2 separate regions of the Anser cygnoides genome follow, and region 1 is linked to region 2. A link is a contact called in public Hi-C data. All regions are on one chromosome and are shown on one strand. Each heading gives the region's core, a stretch centred on a gene start, on an enhancer-like site or on the middle of the called end of the contact. The rest is flanking DNA. Distances are from core to core; before and after follow the strand shown. Region 1 overlaps NCOR2 (nuclear receptor corepressor 2). Region 2 overlaps NCOR2 (nuclear receptor corepressor 2).

Region 1 (5,825 bases), core at 605-3,104, 150 kb after region 2:
CCTGCCCCCAGCCCAGAGGCACAGCCACACGGCCAGGGCTAACCCTCCTCTGGCTCCGCAAGCCAAAGCCTTCAAAAGCACCCAGCCAGCCCCAGGCGAGATGCACACCGGGCATGCCTGCCCCTGCAAGTGGAGCCTGCAGGGGAAAAAAAGCTTCGCGTGGGCCAAGCGCGTCGTCAGGAACCCGCTCTGACGTCAGGAAATGCTGCTCGCACAGGCAGACCGGGGAAACACGTGGCACGTACATCGGGACCGAAGGATGCTGGAAGAGGAACACAAAGAAGGGAGGAGATGGAAAAAGACGACTCATTCAGGCATCGATGCAAAAGCTGGCATTCCCAGGCAGCCTTCCTCTAACTGGATCAAGAGACTCGGCGGCAGAACGCAGCCCGTGCACTCAGTGAGCCCACGTCAGCCAAGCAGAACCGAGCTCACACACGGCCCGAACTGGCGCATGGCAAAGAGCCACAGAAGGAGAAAATCCACACGCGTAGGAAGGCAGCTTAAAAGGAAAAGGGGAAAAAAAATTAAAAAAAAGAGGGGAGCAGGGGAAGCGTTTCATCATGCTTTTTAGAGCAACAAATTAGAAGGGAAGAAAAACAACATCAAGAACACGATCCAAAGCTGTGCTACAACAATAAGTCTTCGCAATTGTTTCAGGGAGCTCTGGATTGTACCCTTGCCAAAGGCACTGCCCAGGCTATTCAAAAAACTAAAAAAGCGTGAAGAACTATTCCCCCCCCCCAGGCACACCGCTACAGTACGCGGGACCCCGCGCATCTTCCTAAGACGTGGGACAGAGGCAGGGAAAATGTAAGAGGCCACTTGAACAAACCCCATCTAACAGTTCTGCAAGCAAAGCGAGATCACGGAGAAGATATTCAATAGCTGGTTACAAAACATATCAAATCCCAGAACAACCCAAAAAAAAAACAACTAGCTCAGGCTGGATGTGGAAACACGAGGCAAGCGAGATCAGAGGAAGTACGAAAATCCCTCTTGTGCAAGCCATAAAGCTAGGTACAGATTTGAGGACCCACGTCCAGCCACCGACCAGCAGCAGCGGCTTCACACGGGTTTGGAAACGAGGCTGAAATCCATAAAAATTTTCCAACTTCTCTCTTAATGCAGGAAATGGTAAGCCCTGAGCCTACCAACCATCATACCGGTCCTCTTTCAGGGGATTCATCATCCCCTTATTTGGGGCCTGAAATGGAAATATCAAAGAAAAAAAAAAGACAGAAAAGCAACCCGAGGACAGGGCTGAAGCCCGGCCACGCAATTCCGATGCCTCCGAAGCGCACGGCTGCTTTCTGTTTATGTTCAGCCACAGCTTCCCCTCCACACCCCCCTCCTTCCCCTTACACACTGATATGCCATTTCAGATCTCCTATCTGCTGCCTCTGCCCACTGCATCCTCAGGGTTTAAAATAAGAACGCTAGGACAAATGCTGGGTAAACCCAGTCGCTATGAATACTGCAGAAGCAGCGCGGCCGAGGGATATTGCAGCCTAGTCATATGCTTCGATATTTTGTCCCCAAGAGCTCGGCCAATCCATTTAGCAATAGAGCAGGATTCTAATAATAGATACAAGGATACACAGGAGATAAATGTACACAAGCCAAAAATAAACTCCAGCCTTGCTATAATTTCAATGCAGGAGCTAAACTGGGAAATGATAAATGAACACAGTTTCCACAGTTGAGTCAAGAGGAAAATTTAACTCCCACCCTCCCAAGAGCAAACACGTTGCACGCTGGGTGGGAAACTTTCCGAAAGCTGAAGGGTTGGATGAGCATTACTTTTTAAATACGTTTCTCATTATTTCAAACGACACCAGAAAACGCTTTACAGTGTTCCAGTGAAACTAGAAGCAGATATTAAGCAACTGTGCATGTTCTCGAACAGCGAGCTGCCTGCAGTTGCGGGGCTAACATCCAGCTCGAAAGCTGCCTTCGGCTCCCCGAGAGCGGTGTAGCTGCGCCGAAGCTCATTTCGATCTCAGTAAACGATCTCAAATTAAAGCTTTAACACGCTCATACACAGCTCTAAAACTCCTACATACGTTTTCCCTTTATGAGTTTTAGCCCGTCTCCAGTCTACGCGCTAACCACGCTCCCCCCGCAGCCCCTGCCCTGGCTTCAGAAAGCCAGCCCTGGCGTTTCATGGGATTAACCGTTTCCACACACAAGTCACCCGAGGGCTAACTCTGCCCTTCCCGCAGGAATACCCGGAGGAGCCTCAGGGATTTCACAACCCTAAGCCACGTGACGCCACCCGTTACACACAGCCACCTACTGCGTGATCGAGCCGAGGCGCGCGCACCGCGGGCCAGAGGGGAGCTGCGATCGCCTGGCCTGCCCCCACTGAGATGGCTCGAGCCCAGGGCTTCACCCAGCTGCTCTCGGATGTATCCCAGGCTCTGGGCTCCCCAGCAGCCTCTGTGCCCCTCCGAGCCCACCCCAAAGGGGCTCCAGACCCACAGCACCCATCGGCTGCAGCGACCTGCCCGGGGTCCGCAAGGCGCCCTAAGAAGCGGCACAGCCACACCAAGGTGCCTGCAAGCACTGCCGCCTTGACAAGCTCTGCTTTTAACCCGCAGCTCCCAGGATGGTACCAGGTCAGCCTTCTTCTGTCCCCGAGCACCTGAAGGGGTCCCCAGGCAGCCCTGATATTTCTCCCATCTGATTCTCTCAAGCTCTCACAAGTCAACAGGCACAGGGTCGTTATCCAAGAGTGATGCAAAATGGGCCAGAGCAGATCTTGAACCACATTCAAGCCCTTCCTCCGCTGCATGACTGCTTGATCCTCTCCTCCCTTAAAAAACAGCCCTGTCTGTGGCTTTAGAGCCCATTAAAGGGCACATCTGGGGGCTAACGACCACATGAGCATCCTTCTTTGGGCAGCTTTTGGGTCGGAAGAAAGTCATTAGCAGATCATTACCAGATTGATGAAGGTGTAGGAAACTGCTCAGAAGCCCTGTCCGAACACTAACGCGAGGACAGGTAGGATGGTCCCAGAGGTCTCATCCAGGTTCAGAGCTCATTCCGTGCTGCAGAACTGGACCATTACCTCTGCTCACCCAATTAAAAAGGAGCAAACAGCCACGCTCAGGATGGAAGAGACCCTTTGCATCAAACCGGGGACATCTGGCACGCTTTGCTGAAGGTCTCCGGTCATGCACACAAGGTATAATGCTATCTAGTAATCTCAGGAAACATCCATGGGTTTTTCAGCCTCCTCTAGAAATTGAGATTCAACAGGAAACCACAAATACACCAGGCAATTAATTTTTCTTTACCAAATGTTTTCAGTCATGTCGCAATTTTAACAGTAAGCAAACTCTTTGGGTTCCTTCCAGTTCTTGTGCAACGATGTTCCTCATTTTTCATTTTATTTTTTTTTTAAATAATCTGGCTGAGATTTTCGAAAAGAATTTAAAACAAGTTAGGAAGCCGGTTCGAACGGAGCATACTCTCTCCACTAAATATTTACCCCCCAAGAGGTTTTTATGTCACACAGCGGAGGTTTTCTACAAAGAAAACAAATAAAGACTTTTCCCAGCTAAAAATACCAAGAATAGCCTAAGAAACAAGAGCAGAAAAACATATCTACCGACACAGGCAACACCAAGCTCTCTGAGCCACATAAATAAAAGTCTCATTCAAACATTCCCCCCTTCCCTCCCAGCACCATTCCAGGAGAACAAAGAAACATTAAGTCTTACTTTCCTGGTGTACATTTGATCAGACCTTCTGTTAACACAATATGACAACAGCAATGAAGGGAAGAATATCACAGCTAAACAACCGTCTACCATTCCCCTTCCTTCTGCTGAGTCCTTGCTGACGCAGGGATGGAGCAGCTGCTGTCTGTTTTTAAACAGCTCCATATTTCATAAGAAGCTGCTGATTTCTGAAAGGACAGAAAACCCAGCCAATGGCTTACAAAATAAGAACCAAATGAAAGCAATTCAGGACACAGTATTTAAACATCATGTCCATTTGCACAGCTTCCTTCCAAGACACCACCACAGCTGAAATCCCTGAGACGACTTCATCCTCTACCTTACCCCAACCGCCTCCATTACCCCATCAGCACAACTTCTAAGTGTTCATTTAAAAAGAGCAGAGGACTCTGGAAAACCTATCCCATGGCTCTAGAGAAGAAAATCTTGAAATATGGGAGAAAAACCAATGCCTCCAGCTCGACACAATCATAGGAACTACAACAGCACCAAGTTAACATTACCCTTCCCAAGTCCTGCCTTCTGCTGCCTAGGGGCACTGTATTAACATTAAATTGTCGCTTGGGATGGAAAGATTCTCCTTGCAGGACCCAGCCACATGTCTTGAACATCTGAACACTCACCAGCAAAAGATACAGATATAGATATTTATTTTTAATCAGGGATGTATCAGATCTCTGGAAAGACTCATCACTACTGAAATTCCATACTTGGCTCTTAAAAATCTGCATCATAGGATACAGGTCACTGAGTATTAGGATCTCAAAAGAAAGGATGTTAAGCCTTTTCTGTTCTGACTCTACAGCTCTCACTTCGGCTGTTAAAAATAATGTGTTACACCAGGCAAGTCCTTCCTGAGAGGCTCCAGATGCCTGCTGTCTCCTTCCCAGTTAATAGCTGTAGTAACAATACCGCTTTTTAGACTGTTTGTATCATGTTGATTAGCTTGGATAAAGACTTGGAAAAGGAGGAGGGAAAAGAGAACATGCAGTGGGAGGAGGACTTAAAAAAAAAAAAAAAAAGTCTTTCATCTGCTCTAATAATTAGCAGGTCATGCTGAAAATGATCAGCATCCCTTTAAAGCAACTGTGCATGAAATGTGCAGAGCCCTGCTCAGGTCACTGCACCCGTGCAAGTCACTTAGCTGTATCAGTCACCAAGACCTCGTGGCTTGCTGAAGTCCCCTGGCTTCCTGCGGGCTCCGGCCGACATCCTTCTGATCCCTTATCCCCTCTCTGGCAGAGGCAGGGTAGCAAGGCTTGCCAGTCTTGCCACAAGGGAGGCAAGCACAAAGGTGCTGAGGCAAATCAAAGGCTAATTATAGGTTTGCAAAGGGCCTTCAGATCCTCTGATAAAGAAGCACAGGGCAATGCCTTGCAAAGCATTTGCCATCCCTGGAGAAAATTAACTGAGTGCAAGAGCCTCGTGTTCTTTGCCTGTAGGTCCCTTTTCCCAAGGAGACAATCAGCAAAGAGGCAGACTCTGCCCAAACATGACAAGATCTCTTATTATTCATCGCTGTAGCTGCAGTCCCAGACGTCTCTGCAATGCCCACGTTGATTCACCCAAACAGCCTTCCCCTCCCTGAGGTGCTCTGCCAGCTGTGGATCCCCAAGTCCAGACAAGCTTGTATGCTACCCTGAAGACCCTGCCTAGGACTTCGTACACAAGCCCTAGCCCAAAACTAACAGCAGTGAAGAAAAAAAGCAAATTAACAAGCCAGTAACAGCTCTGTGGTCATTTGGGCTCCCTCTCCTCCCCACATCTACCCTCGCCTTTGCCAAAGCTGGCACTTTTCCTGGAGGGGCAGAACCAGCTCAGCTGGAGCACAGGTCCTTTAACAGAACTGTCCTCCTCCAAAGAGGTGAGGAGATGGTTATGATGACGATAATTCTTTCTCTCATGTACTCACATCCTTCTATTAAGGACACATTACCTCAAAGGTCAGTAATTGCAAGCCATAGACAGCTCTGGCCTTGACAGCCCATCTTCGAAATGCACTAAGTGCCTGACCACGGGACTGTGCCCAGGATAGCAAGAGACTGCTGCTAATGTGCTGTCTGGCAAGAGGAGAAT
Region 2 (6,815 bases), core at 62-2,561:
GCTCCTCCGTTTTCACCACGTCCACCACCAGCTCCTCTTGGGCCTTCTCCTCGCCGCCGGGCGCCTCGGGAGCCGCCTCCGCAGGGGGGCTGGCGGCGGGCGCGGGGTTGGTGGCGGGGGCCGCGGGAGCGGCGGCAGCGTCGGGGGGCGTGGGGGCCTCTTCCAACTTGACTGCCGGTTCTGCGCCGGAGTCACCTCCCGGCCCGGGTGGTGCCTTGGCCCCGCTTTCGCCTCCCTCTTTGGCTTCGGGCCTCGGCGAGGGAATGCTCTCAGTGTCGGAGCTGTTATTTACTGCAGCTGAGAAAAGGGAAGAAATAAAAATAAGGATCGGGCTGAGATTCTCACTTCCCATACCGCTGCCTCCGCCCCCTCCCATGGGAGGAGAACGCCCTCGTTGCTCCGAGGGGGAGACGATCCCGGGGCTCGCGGCGCGGGGCTGGGATGCCCCGGAGATGCGCCGGGGGTCTCCCGGCTTGCCCAGCTCAGCATCTGCTGCGGCTGCCGCAAACCCCCACCCGAAGCCGAAACCACGCTCCCAGCAACTGGGAAGGAGGGTTTTGATGGAAAACCCTGCTGCTCGCTCCTGGCCTCCCTCACCCATAGCTCTGGAGCTCGGTTTTGCTCTGCCGGGCCCGGGAGCTGTGCGGCTCGCTGCCCGCCCGCTGGCACGGCGCGGCCGCCGCCTTACGTCCCGCGTGTCCCTGGCGCTGCCACCCCCAGGGCAGCTGGGGACCATCCCAAAACGCTGCGCCTGTTTGTTGTTGTTTGAGCCGCCAGAGGCGAAAGAAAGGAGGTCAGGGTCGGTGAGAGCAAAGCTCTGCCAGTGCTGCAGGACAGGTTAATTATTAAATGTAAAGGATCGTTCCTCAGATCTGCTCATGGCTTGAAACGGGCCAGGAAGGCCAGAGAGATGGAGGTGCTGCGGGAAGAGGGGGCCTGCAGCTGGAAGGGGATCGCTCCCTCCTGGCCTCCCTTGTACAAAGGAAGGCAGCGAGGGCCAGGCGACCGCACAACGCCCCCAACACGCCTCGGCACGGCCCCTTGGGGCACAGCCCTTGTGCTCCTGTCCAAAAGAGCTCCTTCCCAGGTGCCCCTTTACCTGCCTCTCTCCACAGCAGCCCATTTTGCTTCAGACGCCAGCAAAATGGGGGACACAAAGATGTGGCTGTCCCAGGAGCCACGCGTTTTGAGCACACCCGAGGTCTTCCACTTGCTGGGCACAGGACTGCAGGGCAGAGACATGCAGCCGCTCGGCCCCCCCGCGCCTGGTGCTACCCGATGTGAAAGGGGCAGCTGAGCCACGAAAAGGCTCAGCCGGGCGCTGGGCTCTGCTGCACTCGCTCTGGGCCCTGAATCCGTGGCGGGGGAGGCGAGGAAGGGAGCTGGGTGGAGATGGGAGCGCCCGGCTGGCCGCAAAGCCCCGGGCACCGGGCAAACAAGCACACGTGCCTCGCATGTGCAAGCAGACGGCTTGGACACAGGCGATTAATCACACGCTACAACCCGCGCCGAGTCCTTCTCCCCACCCCAGGGCCTGCCGCGTGGCCCCCGGCCCCAAGGTGCTCCCCACGGGTCTCCGAATGTCACCCCGGAGCCCGCGACCTTCCCGAGCAGAGCGCCGCTCTGACATTTCCGTGCCCGTGACATTTCATCAGCCTCTGCTTCCACGCTCGCTCCGCTCAACAGCCCGCTTCAGAACCAGGCCCCCTCCGCCCAACGGGAGGAATGAGAAATGAGGATTGGAGCTCTAGGAAGGTAAAGCTTCAGCGAGTGTCAAGAGATCTGTCTTTAATCTCAAAACCGCATTGTTTCCTCTCAGCCACTCTCACAAAGAGCAATAACTACCTTTTACTCCGCGGCTCTGAGTCACATATCACCTCGCACAAAGATTTACCTGGAATCTGCCTTGTAATGAGTCACTTCCAACAATGATTTGAAAAGATTTCCAATTTCAAGTCCCATTAGCCTGGGTGCTAAGGCCAGGAAGCAGCAGGGTGCCAGCAGTGCTGGTTAAGTTATTAAATTACTTTGACAAAAGTCAAATGGGGCTATTGTTGGAAAATTATGCACATTTTCTCCAAACTCGCTGCCGTGCTTTCTAAGCGATAAATAGCTGAAAATTGTCACTTTCAAGTTGTTTCCTTCCTTTCGTACGGCTGGGAGAGAGGAAAATGCTCCCTTAAAAGGGGAATGGGGAGGAAAGGACCCGCCGAGGTCCATCAGCCCTGCTGGACAGGGACTGTGGCAGCCCTGGGGGGGCTCAGCCGCCTGGGGCAGTGGTGGCCACGATGCCCTGACGGGACGGGGATGGGCTGTGCGAGCCCGGCGGGTTGCATCCATCCTCATGCATCACCCAGGGGCTCTCTGCTTTGTTTCCTCCAGCAGCCTCCCCCTGCGCCTCTCTCCGAGACCCCGCAGTGCCTGCAGTCTGCCCCGGCTCGGCCCCGTGCCCTGCCGAGCTGTGCAGGGCCTGCTTTTTGGAGGAAAACAAGCAGAAAGCTGATTTACGAGAGCCAACGCTCTGGGGAGCGTGTGCTGATGAAAACTGGAAATAAACCGGTGCAAGAAGGGCACTTCTTGCTTCTGTGGGGCGAGAAAGAGCCGCTGGGCATCACCCCAGGTGCCACCCTGCAGGGACAAGGTGCGCGCGGGGTGGAGAGGGGCCTGGGGAGCGCAGAGCTTTGTCACACCACAGCTGCACTGGGGAGGACTGGGAATGGCAGCGACTTCAGGTGACAGTGACTTGGCACCCCTGGTCCTCAAGAGCTCAAGGCAGCAGCGAGAGCTGCTCCTCCCTGCACACCCCTGACTCCTGAGACCCCCGGGGGTCCCCAGCAGAGGCCGGCTGGTGACTGAGCCTTTGCATTGCACAACCTTCCCAAAATACACATCCCTCCCGACGGACAGGGGAGGAGGGCAGCGATCCAGCGCAGTCCTCGCAAGCGTGAAATCCCGAGGCACCCGAAAGGTCACGAGCGCCTCGTGCTGCGGGACAGCATCACCTCGGTGCGGCTTCAGGGTGGCACACGCGGCCCCCTGGGAGCGCTGACATTTGCAGCCCCAGAAAGGCCACACACAGCACCTGAACTGCTCCGCCGTGGCTGCATGGCAATGCTGGGATGGCTGAGCACGTCCCCCGCCTCGACCCGCCTCACCTTCTGCCTCCTCGGCCATCTCCTCCTCGTTGCCGCTTGTCCCCGACACCTCCATCTCCTCGTCCTCGGCGGCGGGAGGGAAGGCAGCTTCTTCGCTCTGCACGGCGGTGCCTTTTTTCTTCTTCCTCTTCGCGTTCCTTTCCTTCTCCTGGGGGAAGAGGCAGAGGAAGGTGAGAAGGAAAAGCCCAGCGGGACGGGAGCCGCGCGGGAGCGGCCAGCACCCCTCCTGCCCAAAGGGACGCGAAGGGCACTAACACCGCTCTGAGCCCCAGCTCTGAGTCCTGATGCTCCCCACGTAGACCCTGCAAAAAGTGGCCGCCAGGACCAGACTCGCCTGCCCAAAGCCCCATGATGCGGTCTCGCCCAGCCAAAACCCTCGGGGCGGAGCAGGACACGGCGCACGCCAGGCACTCGCTGCACATGGGGCTGCCCCTCCGGAGGGAGCACGACTCCAGGGGAGGCCCTGGGGATGCTGCACCCCACGCACGGAGCAGATTTGGGGTTGGACGGTGGGTGAAGGATCCATCTAGCACTGCTGCGGCCGGGGCACAGCGTCCCCCTGCTCTCCCTCCTGCAGAGCTCAAGCCCTGGCAAGCCCCCGGGGCAGGGTCAGCGCTGACACACGGGTAAAGGATGCACGTGCAGGAGCCACTGGCACAGGGCTGCTCGCTCCTGTTTGCACTGCGTGCTTCCAGGGACTACCTCCAGCTTCACAAACGCCCTCGGCCGCATCCTGACGCCCACCCGCAGGTAGCAGAGCTGATGACCCACGCGCAGTGCAGCCAACACCGGAGCACACCGGCTTTCGTGCGTCCCGCTGCAGGAGCTGCCAAAGGACTTTGCCTCCTGCTGCTGGTGGGGACACTGGGTGCGTCACGGCATCCCGAAGGTGCCCAAACACCCCGTGCCCCGGTCCTGCCCTAGGGCAGCACCGTCCCTGCTCTCCAGGGCACGTGCCGCGGCCACGGGGCGCGCACACACTGCTCCCTCCCTCCCGCCCGCCGGCCTCAAGGAAAAGTCTCGCTTCTGCTATTGTTTCCTGCTCTTGTTGCTTGAATAAATATTACCAGTAGGAACAGGCCCATCATCTCCGGCTCTCCCTGCAAGCCCCACACGGATGACGTGTGTAGGACGTTTATTTACATGGATGAGAAGATAAAGCCGTGGCGGAAACATTAACTTTGCTGCTGGATCCCTGCGCTGGGAAGAGCCGGTCCCTCCCCTCCAACCCAACTTTCCAATCCTTTAAAAAACTTCCAGATAAAACAAACAAATCCAACGGCTTTTTGCTTGGAAACGCTGCTTGCTCAAAGTCTATTTTTATCAGGCTGGGCAGGAGAGAGGAAAAAAAAAAAAAAACAACACTCGAGAAACTGCTCTCTGAGGGGCTGGTGGCACCGTGGGAGGCGGGCAGGGCCCCTCCGTGCCCCGTCCCACCGCGGTGTCACCCGTGGTGGCGGCGGTCACGGTGCCCCAGCGCTCACACCTCTGTCAGGGCAGCGATTCGGTAAGTGCACGTTTTTGTCTGAAGCAGCAGTTCCCCGTCATGCTAATGCGATGACAAAGCTCCTACGTTACTATGGCAAAGACTTCTCTGCCTCTTACTCACGGGTCCGTGACTCAGTCAAGGCTGGGAGCAGGCTTTTTGCTGGGGAAGCAGCCGGGAAGCAGCCCCTGCCTCCACACCGCGCTCGGCTGGAGCCTGCGGAGCTGCCCGGGGGCACCTCAGGTCCTTCCCGCGGTGAAACCCAGCAGCAGGTCCCGGCCACATCCAGGGACGCGTTTGAGGCCACTGCCTCGCCTCCTGCCATGCTGGCAGCTCCGTGCCCCCCGCCCTGCCTTGCTCACGGGCACCGTCCCCTCCTGCTCTGTGCGTGCCAGCGCTGGGGACACAGGGCCCCCATCCTGCCGACAACCACGGGCACACCAGGCAGGAGCCCCTGCAGCCTGAGTGAAGCCAGCCGAGCGTCCAGGCGTCTCCCCCCACCACCGTGTGCTCTGCTTAATCCAAGTGACCACCAGCGAGGCCACGGCAAGGCACCAGCTCCATTCGCTATGCTCAGCTTTGGGTTATTTCGGCCCACGGGGGCTCTGCTCTCTGCCTGCCCCAGGTTCCTGCAGGGCCACCCAGCTCTTCAGGCCGTGGTGCCCCAGGAGCGGTCTGTCCTGGGGAGGGGATGCCAGCAGCCCCCGGGTACGGCACCTCTCTGGCCGCCTGCCCTGCCGGGGGAGAAACCATCCCGACATGTTTGGTGTCTCCTTGCCACCTCCAACTCATGCAGCTGGAGCAGCCAAAGCAGCTTTCAAACCCTGCTACCGATACAGGGCCATCTCTGGATTTACCTCCCAGCCTCAGCCTCTCGTCAGTGCGACCACGCTCCCCCGTGGGTGACAATGACACGTATTTGACGCTGCGCTGGGACCGATCTAACCACAGGGTGACAAAGCACCTCCAGGCCTGGCCCTGGGGACAGCCAGCCCGCCCCTCAGCCCTTCGGCCCCTGGAGTTTCGCGGGCCCTGGGTGAGCCCTGACGGCGGCAGCACGGGAGATTCCCCCACTGCTTTGCTCCAAAAAAGCCCCAATTAGGGCCAGCAGAGACGAGTGAGAGACGCAGCAGCAGAGCGGTGATAACTCCCCCGCCGTAGCTCCACAAGCCAGAACAAGCCCGAGCAGTCACCGGAGCAAAGCAGAAACCTCCCGGCAAAGAGGTGCTGGTGAGGACGGCGCCTTATCTCCGCCCGCTGGCAAACAGAGCGGCTCCGGGAGGACACCCCGTATCCGCACGCCCCGCTTTCCTTCAGCGCCGAGATTAGAGAGCACAGCACGCAGAAGGTCAGGGCTCAGCGACGGCAATGCCCGGGAAGCATCCGAGCCGCTCGGCAGCGAGAGCGAGCCAAAACACGCCGCAGCGCAGACAAAGCGGGGCTTCGAGGTGGCCTGACGCTGCCCGGCACCAGCAGGCTGCCCGTCCCTCGGGCACCCCGATCCTCCGGGGACCAGGGCGAGGATCTGAGGCTGTGCGCGTCCCGACGGACCCCGCAGAAAGGGAGCACCGCAGCGCTGGGCACCGTTGCCAGCTGCATCCCGAGCCTTTTTCTCCCTAATGCTGGATGCTCAGAGCGGGGGGAGTCCCCTGCTGGTTCTCTGCCAAACCCCGATGTGTTTCGGGGCACGAGGGACATCCCCAGGCTCTGCGTCCCATCCCGACCCGGGGACTGGCACCTGCTCACCCCCAGCTCCTCCACACCACCCGCACGCTGTCAAACCAGAGAGAGGCCGGGGCTCGGGAGGGAGCCCTTCAGCCCTGTCACACCTACCCGGAGGAGGAGGAGGCTGTAATATTAACGAGCCCCGTTTGGGGAACTAATGAGATGTGCTAATTGAGTTTACTCTCATTAAGCAAGAGGAAGAAAAGCAGCGCCAGTTTGTTTCCTCACACACGATCGGCAATAGCTGGCGGTGGGGAGGTCAGGGAGTAATTTGGGGATTTCATGGCAAGCCCACACGATGACACACCGGCTCACCACATGCCTGCTCGGCAGAGGTCAAGGCTGACTACTGGGTATAGGAGATTAGGAGGCTTGGGTTGCTCGTGAATATATTTAGGAGTCAGGAAGGAAGGTCTATGGCAATTTAATCTCAGTTGTTCTTTCATTTT

Evidence for each region. A called contact is a pair of places that touch in the nucleus more often than the background predicts.
Region 1: a Hi-C map of liver shows a contact between it and region 2, with 5 times the contacts expected there. The contact joins two enhancer-like sites. A contact is called at or near these places in 2 of 7 Hi-C or Micro-C datasets (both in liver).

What each region holds. Positions count from the first base shown.
Region 1 is chr17:4,171,092-4,176,916 of Taihu_goose_T2T_genome, forward strand. The region is part of intron 1 of NCOR2 (nuclear receptor corepressor 2); the gene reads right to left. Among named protein-coding and RNA genes, the nearest start is that of NCOR2, 40 kb to the right of the region's middle. Within about 2 kb of position 1,855, at least 1 of the 3 cell types and tissues checked has open chromatin away from gene starts, as enhancers often do. A contact at or near this core is called in liver, where this site is marked.
Region 2 is chr17:4,020,895-4,027,709 of Taihu_goose_T2T_genome, forward strand. NCOR2 (nuclear receptor corepressor 2) reads right to left here. Exons shown (of 47, transcript XM_066979209.1): 19 at 3,156-3,303; 20 at 1-297. Among named protein-coding and RNA genes, the nearest start is that of RFLNA, 73 kb to the left of the region's middle. Within about 2 kb of position 1,312, at least 2 of the 3 cell types and tissues checked have open chromatin away from gene starts, as enhancers often do. A contact at or near this core is called in liver, where this site is marked.